Regions from separate parts of the Sus scrofa genome. Here all the other regions are linked to region 2. Evidence: chromatin contacts called from public Hi-C and promoter capture Hi-C data. All regions are on one chromosome and are shown on one strand. The core of a region is the stretch at or near the end of the contact, and the rest is flanking DNA. Distances in the headings are between cores, read along the strand shown. Region 1 holds the start of CRTC1 (CREB-regulated transcription coactivator 1). Region 2 holds the start of C2H19orf60. Region 3 overlaps ELL (RNA polymerase II elongation factor ELL).

What was found. Promoter capture Hi-C pulls out the DNA fragments that hold promoters and counts their contacts. Hi-C and Micro-C count contacts between places; a contact is called where the count stands out from the background.
Region 1: a contact with region 2 is called in a promoter capture Hi-C map of liver, with 4 times the contacts expected there. The contact joins the promoter of CRTC1 here to the promoter of C2H19orf60 in region 2. A contact is called at or near these places in 1 of 5 promoter capture datasets (liver), 12 of 47 Hi-C or Micro-C datasets (blood, embryonic fibroblasts, fetal heart ventricle and 6 more) and 2 of 2 datasets of contacts at active chromatin or transcription factors (alveolar macrophages and skeletal muscle).
Region 3: a contact with region 2 is called in a Hi-C map of alveolar macrophages, with 1.9 times the contacts expected there. The contact joins the enhancer-like site here to the promoter of C2H19orf60 in region 2. A contact is called at or near these places in 10 of 47 Hi-C or Micro-C datasets (alveolar macrophages, blood, embryonic fibroblasts and 5 more) and 1 of 2 datasets of contacts at active chromatin or transcription factors (alveolar macrophages).

The regions. Positions count from the first base shown.
Region 1 is chr2:59,155,914-59,158,613 of Sscrofa11.1, reverse strand. It overlaps CRTC1 (CREB-regulated transcription coactivator 1), which reads left to right and starts at 1,418. Exons shown (of 17, transcript XM_003123525.4): 1 at 1,418-1,609. The coding sequence starts at 1,484.
Region 2 is chr2:59,235,751-59,238,450 of Sscrofa11.1, reverse strand. C2H19orf60 reads left to right here and starts at 1,380. Exons shown (of 5, transcript XM_005652933.3): 1 at 1,380-1,536; 2 at 1,631-1,713; 3 at 1,988-2,238. The coding sequence starts at 1,635. It overlaps LOC106508380 (a long non-coding RNA gene), which reads right to left and starts at 2,240. Exons shown (of 2, transcript XR_001305188.2): 1 at 1,914-2,240; 2 at 1,190-1,804.
Region 3 is chr2:59,349,616-59,352,315 of Sscrofa11.1, reverse strand. ELL (RNA polymerase II elongation factor ELL) reads right to left here. Exons shown (of 13, transcript XM_021083507.1): 8 at 2,633-2,700; 9 at 648-1,122. Among named protein-coding and RNA genes, the nearest start is that of ISYNA1, 13 kb to the left of the region's middle. Within about 2 kb of position 1,280, at least 6 of the 83 cell types and tissues checked have an H3K27ac peak or open chromatin away from gene starts, as enhancers often do. A contact at or near this core is called in alveolar macrophages, where this site is marked.

The sequences.
Region 1 (2,700 bases), core at 169-2,668, 80 kb after region 2:
TGGAAGTTCCCAGGCCAGGGGTCAAATCGGAGCTTCAGCTGCCAGCCTACACCACAACCACAGCAACGCTGGATCCTTAACCCATTGAGCAAGGCCAGGGGTCAAACCTGCATCTTCACGGACTCTATGTCGGGTTCTTAACCTGCTGAGCGACAAGAGGAACTCCTAAACTTTTGATATTGGTGGTTGGGGAGGGACAACTAGGTATCAGAACCCCTCTGGTTTCCCTAGGTCACTCTCCTGTCATTGGGGAGACTCTGCTATTCCTTTCACAGCTTGGTCTGGGTGGGATTTCTGGACCCGTCCTTTAGCCCGCCATGGCAGACCGGCTTCCTTGAGCAAGATCAGGCTGGAGAAGTTCATCGAGAAGAGGCTGACTCTGTAGTTCCAGTTCTCTGAGCTTAAGGATCCAGAGAATAGGAACTGGATAGGGTATCAGCATAGGGAAAGACATCGGGATTTTGGACTGGGGACTGATCGCATCCCCTGAACCATGGTGGCATAGGCGTTTCCCTTTCCAACATCACTCTTCTGGCCCATCAGTGATTTCATTTTTTTTTTTTTTGTCTTTTCTAGGGCCGCTTCCCGCGGCATATGGAGGTTCCCAGGCTAGGGGTCTAATCGGAGCTGTAGCCGCTGGCTTACACCACAGCCACGGCAACGCCAGATCTAAGCCGCGTCTGCAATCTACACCACAGCTCACCGCAACGCCAGACCCTTAACCCACTGAGCAAGGCCAGAGATCGAACCCGCAACCTCATGGTTCCTTGTCGAATTTGTTTCCACCGCGCCACGACGGGAATTCCATGGTTTCATTTTTCATATTACATTGACCGCCATCTGAAAGGTTCATTTGTTGGTGGGTTGTTTTCCCCCCTCCCCGACCTGCGCATCCCATGAGGGCAGGGACCAAGTCGCCTTGCTCATGCCTTTTCTCCAGGATACTTGGCACATATAGGGTCTCAAATGAATAAATGCATGCCTGGATGAGCAACGCCCTAAACCAGTCTCCGAGATGAACTGGTCCGAGCCCAGGCTCATACTCGAGTGCTGCCTGGGGTGGGTGCTGGCTTCATCCTTATGACTTGGAAGGTGTTGAGTCCAGCAATCTCTCTACTGGGGGTTCCAGCCAGTCCCCGGACCTTTCTCAACAGCCAGGCGGCTGCTGTCCAGCGGGCCAGGAGGCGGCTCACTGCGCCTGCGCCGAAATCCCCACCCTCCCTCTCCCACCTCCCCTGTGCCCCCACAAGTGCAAAGCCGAGACGCGCGCATGCGCTGTCGCCCCCGCAACGCGCGCTACTTCCGAGCGCATGCGCCGCTCTCACGCCCGCCGACGCGCCTGCGCACTGCCCGCCGCCCGCGGGTCCGGCTGGCGCTTGCGTGGTGGCACCCGCGATTGGGGGGGCGAGGAGGTGGTGGAGGAGGAGGAGGAGGAGGAGGAGGCGGCGGCGGCGGCGGCGGCGGCGGCGGCGGCGGCGAGAAGATGGCGACTTCGAACAATCCGCGGAAATTCAGCGAGAAGATCGCGCTGCATAACCAGAAGCAAGCGGAGGAGACGGCGGCTTTCGAGGAGGTCATGAAGGACCTGAGCCTGACGCGGGCCGCACGGGTAAGGGGGTTGCCCGCGCCGACCCCTCAGGGCCGGAGAGGGAGGGAAGGGGCGCGTGTCCGCGTGCAGCGGGAAGGGGGGCGCGGGACGGGGGCGGGGCGCCGCGCGGCGGGGGCGGGGCTTGGCACGGCCCGAGGGGACAGGTGTCCCCACGCTCCGGGCGTCGTGGGCGGGACCGGTACCCCCACATCATCGATACCTGAAGGGGTACAGGTGGCCCTACAACGTTGTTACTTGAAGCGGGGACCAGGTTATTACTATATCATTGTTATTTGTAGGGGCAGGGACCTCTACATCATTACTACCTGGAGGGAACAGGTGCCACTACATCATTGTTACCTGAGGGGGGAAAGGTGTTCTCACATCAATGCTACCTGAGGTGGATAGATGCCCTGAGCTATGCCATGGTCTAGGGGAGACAGGCTGATACTGAGATGTGTGAACTTGGCGCTGCTTGCAAGCATCCCTGTTACCTTGGGAGGGGAGATAGGTGCTTCCATATCATTGGTATCTAAGGGGTGGCAGATGCCCACACATCACTGCTGCCTGAAGGGACAAGTGTCCCTACATAATTGTCACCTGTGCTCTCACACCCTGGGTCTTGGGAGAAGGACAGGAACCCCTCCTTGCAGACCTGAGATGGAATATGTATCTCTCCCTTTTGGAAACCTGAGGGCAAGATCTGGTGCCGTCCCCTGTGGGAACCTGAGGGGATTGGGAAGGCAGATTGGGCTCAGTCTTGGAGATTGGAGTGGAGCCCCTTCCCCATGCAACCTGTATGGTGGGGGCCAGGTGATGGACAAGAGACAGCTGGCCACAGATGGCCCCTGGCCCTTCAGGACCAGGGTGGAGAGTTAGTTCTTCCTCAGATGGCTGAGCGCATTTCATGTGCAGGGGCAGGCCAGGTTACCTGCTAACCTAACCTTGGAAGCTGCTGTAGGCCTGGAGCAGGGGCTTGTTTGTGGCTGGGGTGGGAGACCTGGCCTTCTTGTGGGCCCTAGCGTCTGGCAGCCGCCTCAAGGTGCCAAGCTCTTCAGCTCTTGGTGTCCTCTCTTGTGGAGTTTGTCTATCAAGCCCTTCCTCATGGGTCA
Region 2 (2,700 bases), core at 131-2,630:
CATCTCACATAAAACACCTGTTCTCAGTTTGGACTGACCATTAGCTTCTGGGCCCCACCCAAGACCAATGATGTTTGGGAAGGGCAGGCCCCAGCAAATCGGGTGAGGGTTGTAGTTCCCTGGTAAGACAATGCCTTTTTTTTGTCTTGCAAAAATTGGAGCTTGTAGATGACAACCCAAACCTAGACAGTGTTTCCTAAAAACAGCTGAGGAGTTCCCGTCGTGGCGCAGTGGTTAGCGAATCCGACTAGGAACCATGAGGTTGCGGGTTTGGGTCCCTGCCCTTGCCATGAGCTGTGGTGTAGGTTGCAGACGCGGCTTGGATCCAGCGTTGCTGTGGCTCTGGCGTAGGCCAGTGACTACAGCTCCGATTAGACCCCTAGCCTGGGAACCTCCATATGCCGCGGGAGCAGCCCAAAGAAATAGCAAAAAGACCAAAAATAAATAAATAAATAAAATAAATAAAAACAGCTGAGACCTGGAGTGTCATCTAAAGGCTGTCACTTAATACCCCAGGTGGTTGATTTTCATCTTGTTCAATTACCCCCTTCTCTTTAGGCCAGGCTACCACCATTTTTCTCCTCTACCCCATGAGCTCTATCTCCAGCTCCCAGGCCTCTGTGGTTAATATGAACCCCTGCTGGCCTCAGCCCTGCCCCAGACTCCCACATCAGGGCCTTTGCACAGGTTCTCCTAGCTCATTTCTGAGTAGTTCCCGGGGAATCTGCTGTGGACTGGGTTCCAGTGACTCCAGTGTCAACTTGCGTTCAGATTGTACTCTTTTTTTTTTTTTTTTTTTTTTGTCTTTTCTAGGGCCATACCCGAGGCATATGGAGGTTCCCAGGCTAGGAGTCTAATCAGAGCTGTAGCCACTGGCCTACGCCGCAGGCACAGCCACGCAGGATCCAACCTGTGTCTGCGACCTACACCACAGCTTGAGGCAACGCCGGATTCCTAATCCGCTGAGCAAGGCCAGGGATCGAACCCACAATCTCATGGTTCCTAGTCAGATGCGTTAGCCACTGAGGCATGACGGGAACTCCAGATTCTACTCTTGTCACAAGCTTATGGCATTAGATGACGGATATCACCTCAGGTTCCATTCCTTATTTGAGTGGAGATGGGATGTGAGGAGATGGAAGTCGAGCGTTGACATCGTATGGAAACAAACCGAGGAATACCCTTGCTCTATAGTGAACCTGTACATTTCAAGATCAAAAATGTTAAGAAGGCAGGCGCTGGACGGAAACAAGGGAGTGGGGGGTGCTTGGAGAGTGTCAGGACAGAGAAGCTGGCTGTCTTCGCTTCCCAGTCTTCCCCAGGATCGCTCAAGTTTTTCCTGCCGCAGGCTGGGTCTAGAAGCCTCCGGGCCTCCAGGGGGCGCCTGGCGCAGCGATGCAACCTGCTCCCGGGCGGGGCCAGGGCTGCGCAGTCATGATCACCGCCGAGGCCGCGGCAGAGTCGGCTGTCTCCGCGGTTCCTGAGGCTGCGGATAACACGGGAGGCCCGGAAAGAGAGGAGCTGGTGTGGCCTTGGGTGAGCTCGAGCCCGAGCGGGAACAGGCATGGGGTGGGCGGTGCAGGCCCGAGGGCGCCGTTTTCATGCCCCAGCCCTGCCCCCCGCCCCATAGAAAGATGCCCCGATCCGGGTGCTGGTACAGCGCATCCACCAGTTGCAGGCTGAGCGCGCGCAGGCCTTCCGTCGGCTGGAGGAGTAAGTGTGGGCGTAGGGGAAAGGAGAAGTCGCAAGGTTCAGCACCCAGCCCGCTCGCGGGACGGGTGCGCCGTGGGAAGAATCTGGGAACCTGAGCGAACGCAGTGTCAGAGGTGGGGCGGGATTTACAGGGAGACCAGATCTTTCCCCCTCCCCATGCGCAGGGGTGGGCCCGTTTTGGGTTACCCTGCGGTACTCACAACGTCCTCCATACTCTGGGGTCCAGGGCAGGGACACTTCTTGGGGGGCTTTCAGGTGGTCGATTCGGGTGCAGGGACTGAGAGCTGGGACCGTAGCCTCAGGACCCCCACCTGCCACAGAGGCCACCGCCAGTACCTGAGCAGCGGCCCGCCTTACGACTTCCCGCGCTACCGGAGCACGGTACACGAGGTGACCCAGGCTTTCACCGCCGCCTCTCGGGAAGTGCTGGCGGTGGAGGCGGAGCTGACCGGACCCCGACAGCAGCCGCTGCTCGCGAGCCACGTGCGCAGGCTGCAGCAGCTGGAGGAGACGCGCCTGGCCACGGTGAGGCCCCGCCCGGCAGCAGTGTGTCCTACTCTAGGGCTTGTCTCTCGGGCCTTGGCCCATTGGGCGCCACTTGGGGGAGGGGCCAGATTCCGTCCTCTCAAGTCCCGCCCCTGGCGCCCCAGAATCCACTTCTTCTTGCCCCCACTTTAGTCGTCCATTAAGGTTTCACTGGAAATTTTCAGGTTTAGTCCCCTCTTGTCTGCCTCCACTTACATCCAGGTTTTTTTAGCCCCAGGACACGCCTACTCTATCCCAGACTCCGCCCCTACCGCGCTCCTTCTTCTCTGGCTTTTGCCAATACCCCAGATGTGGTACTCAACCCCCTGAAGATTGGGGGCCTTGAGTTTCCTGGCCGTGTCCCAGTCCCATTCCGAGTAACCTTAGACTCCCACCCTAGGTTCTGGGCCGGCTCCTCCCTCTAGGTTTCCATGGCCCCGCCTACTCTGCTGATGTATTACC
Region 3 (2,700 bases), core at 31-2,530, 110 kb before region 2:
GCCCCATGGAGGTTTCCCTGCTCAGCTTGCATCCCTCATCCTGGGGCTGCAACCCCAGGTCTCTCCACTGCCAGCTTCCCCACAGGCTGCAAGATCTTGATCTCGCTCTTCCTACCTGCTGTTCTACGGACAGTCTTCCACTTCCTTGTGGTCCTGCCTCCTAAGCCCTTTCTCCACAGGAAATGTTGGCTCAGAGGCGACACCAGGCCTCTGGTGATCCAGTGGTTGCCACCCCCTCCCTGTCAGGCCCTGTCCCCCACTGCCTTCCCTGAGCCCCAGCCCCGCCCCATTCCCCCTCAGTGTCTGGGACCTCCCTGCAGCCAGCACTGTGGCCTGGCACTTGTTCCTCTCCTTGTGTTGTCCCCTCCCAGGAGCCTCAGCCCTTGGCCCTCAGGGCTGGTCTGGCACACAGCAGCACTGCAGGAGGCTCTGGGAACAACACTGCCAGGGCATTCACAAATGAGCCGCTGTGAGGACGTGGAGTGTCAAGGGGCCTAATGGGCAGGGTGAGCCAAAGGGGGAATTTGTAGGGCAGTGTGGCCCCTCAGCACACTGTGGAGTGAGGGTGGACAGGGGGCCAGCACTCAAGCTCTTGGAGACACCCTCCTGCAGAGCCCCCTGCCCTAGGCCTGCTTCTTGGCACCTACCTGGGGCGACCGACGGGGCTTCAAGGGGGCCTGGCGTATGGTCTGGCGGCCGGACCTGGTGCCTGTCCTCAGCTGCCCTCTCCTTGTCTTTGTGCTTCTTGGACTTCTTCTTGGACTTGCCATGTAAGGAGCTGCCGTGGGGCCTGCTGGGCTGGGCACAGTCCATCAGCAGAGGCAGGCTGAGGTGTGCAGTAGGGGCTGGGGCAGCCATTTCCCCATGCTCGCAGTCCCGGCCACTGTGGCCCAGGTCGTTGCTGACGTCAGCCAGGGGGTCATGGGACCGTGGGGGCTCCAGCCGCAAGGGCAGATGAGGGTCCGTGCCAGCCAGTGGGCCTGGGGTGGGCAGCAGGGCCTCGCGGCTGTGGGGCAGGCTCAGCTTCCCATTGACTGTGGGCTGAGCTCTCTGGGTGAAGTGCGATATCCTGGGTTTCTTGTTGGCCAGAGGGTCAATGAAATCAGAAGGCTGCGGCCGTTTCTGTGAAGAAGGGAATGAATTTCAGAGGGGAGCCTATGCCCAGCATTACTAGTGTCCCCTGGGGAGAGAAGGGCAACAATAGGCCAACCTTGAGCTGAACCAGGCCATGCAGTCCCAGGCACTGAGGAAACCTACAGCCTGCATGCAAAGCCCACTCTGACCACACGGGGGCGCGCGAACACCAGCCAGGCCCAGGATGTCCAGTGCTCTGCAAAGCTGGCCTGCCTAGGGGGGCTCTCAGCTGGGCCCAGAGGCCACCAGAGTGAAGGAGAAGCAGTCAGTGGACCTGGTTCCAGCCCGTAAGGGCCAACTCTGGGAATTAGTCTAAAACACCATTGTGCTCAGAACTCCCACTGCAGTGCAGCAGTTAAGGATCAGATGTTGTCTCTATGGAGGGATGGGTTCAATCTCTGGCCCAGCACACTGAGTTTAGGATCTGGCACTGCCACAGCTGTGGCACAGGTTGAAGCTGCGGCTTGGACTTGATCCCTGGCCCAGGAACTTCCATATGCCTCAGGTGCAGTGAACGAAGAAAAGAAAGAAAGAAGAAAGCAAAAAACATCCCTGTGTTCAGCATCTTCCCTAGGAAGGAAAAAGTGACAGAGTTTGAATGACAAAGGGCAGCCCCACAGGCCAGGACCATAACCCCTAGGCCCCTGACTACCTGTATCCCCATGACAAGCCGGTGACATGGTGCGGGCCTCATCCCCATTTCACAGATGAGAAGACTGAGACCCGTGAGGCAAGGACAGACCACAGGAATGGAGCCAGGATTGAACCAGGTGGCCAAGGCCCAGGGAAGAAGCAGAAGGGAGAAAGAGGGTGAACGGTCAGGCACAGGACCAGAAGGCGGCAGTAGGAATGCCAGTGAAATGGGGCCCTCTCCCTCCAACAATGACCCGAGTCACAGCATGCACAAGGAGCCACGGACCCAGGCAGGGTACCTGCAGGGCAGAGGAGGTGGGAGAGAGGAGGAGGGCTGGCCTAGCGGGGGCCAGGGACATGGGACTCAAAAGTCAGAGCGTGCAGGTGGGTGGGGATAGCTTTCCCCCAACAGCTCAAGCAAGGGTAAGGGAGTACTGCTGAAGCCCAAACCCCCCACAGTGATGCTGTACCCTGAGTCCTTCCCAACTACCGACTACCGCTCATGGAGCCCTCCTGGGCACTGGCCAGGCTGTAGCTACACACTTAATTTTACAACAGCCTTAGGAAGCAGCAGCATCCACCATGCGGAGAAAGCACAAGGCTCAGTGAGGTCTGGCAGCCACCCCGCCCTCAGGTGCACTACCACAGGTATCCCAAGGAACCATACCCAGGTCCCAGGCCCAGGATCCCCAGCCTGGTGGGGAAGCCAGACAGCTGCTCACCCATTCAAGAAAACTTGCCAGCCCTGAGCTGAAGGCCCAACAGGCTCCCAGCACCAAGGTTTTGGATCAGGCCTACTGGCTCTGGGTGAGACCTGCCCTCCCTCATCACAACCTGCTGTCACAGCCACACCTGTCACTCCTACCTGAGGAGGTGAGGCTGAGCTCCCATGGTCGCCTGGAGGGCTGTTGGCAGCAAGGTCTCCAGGGAGGC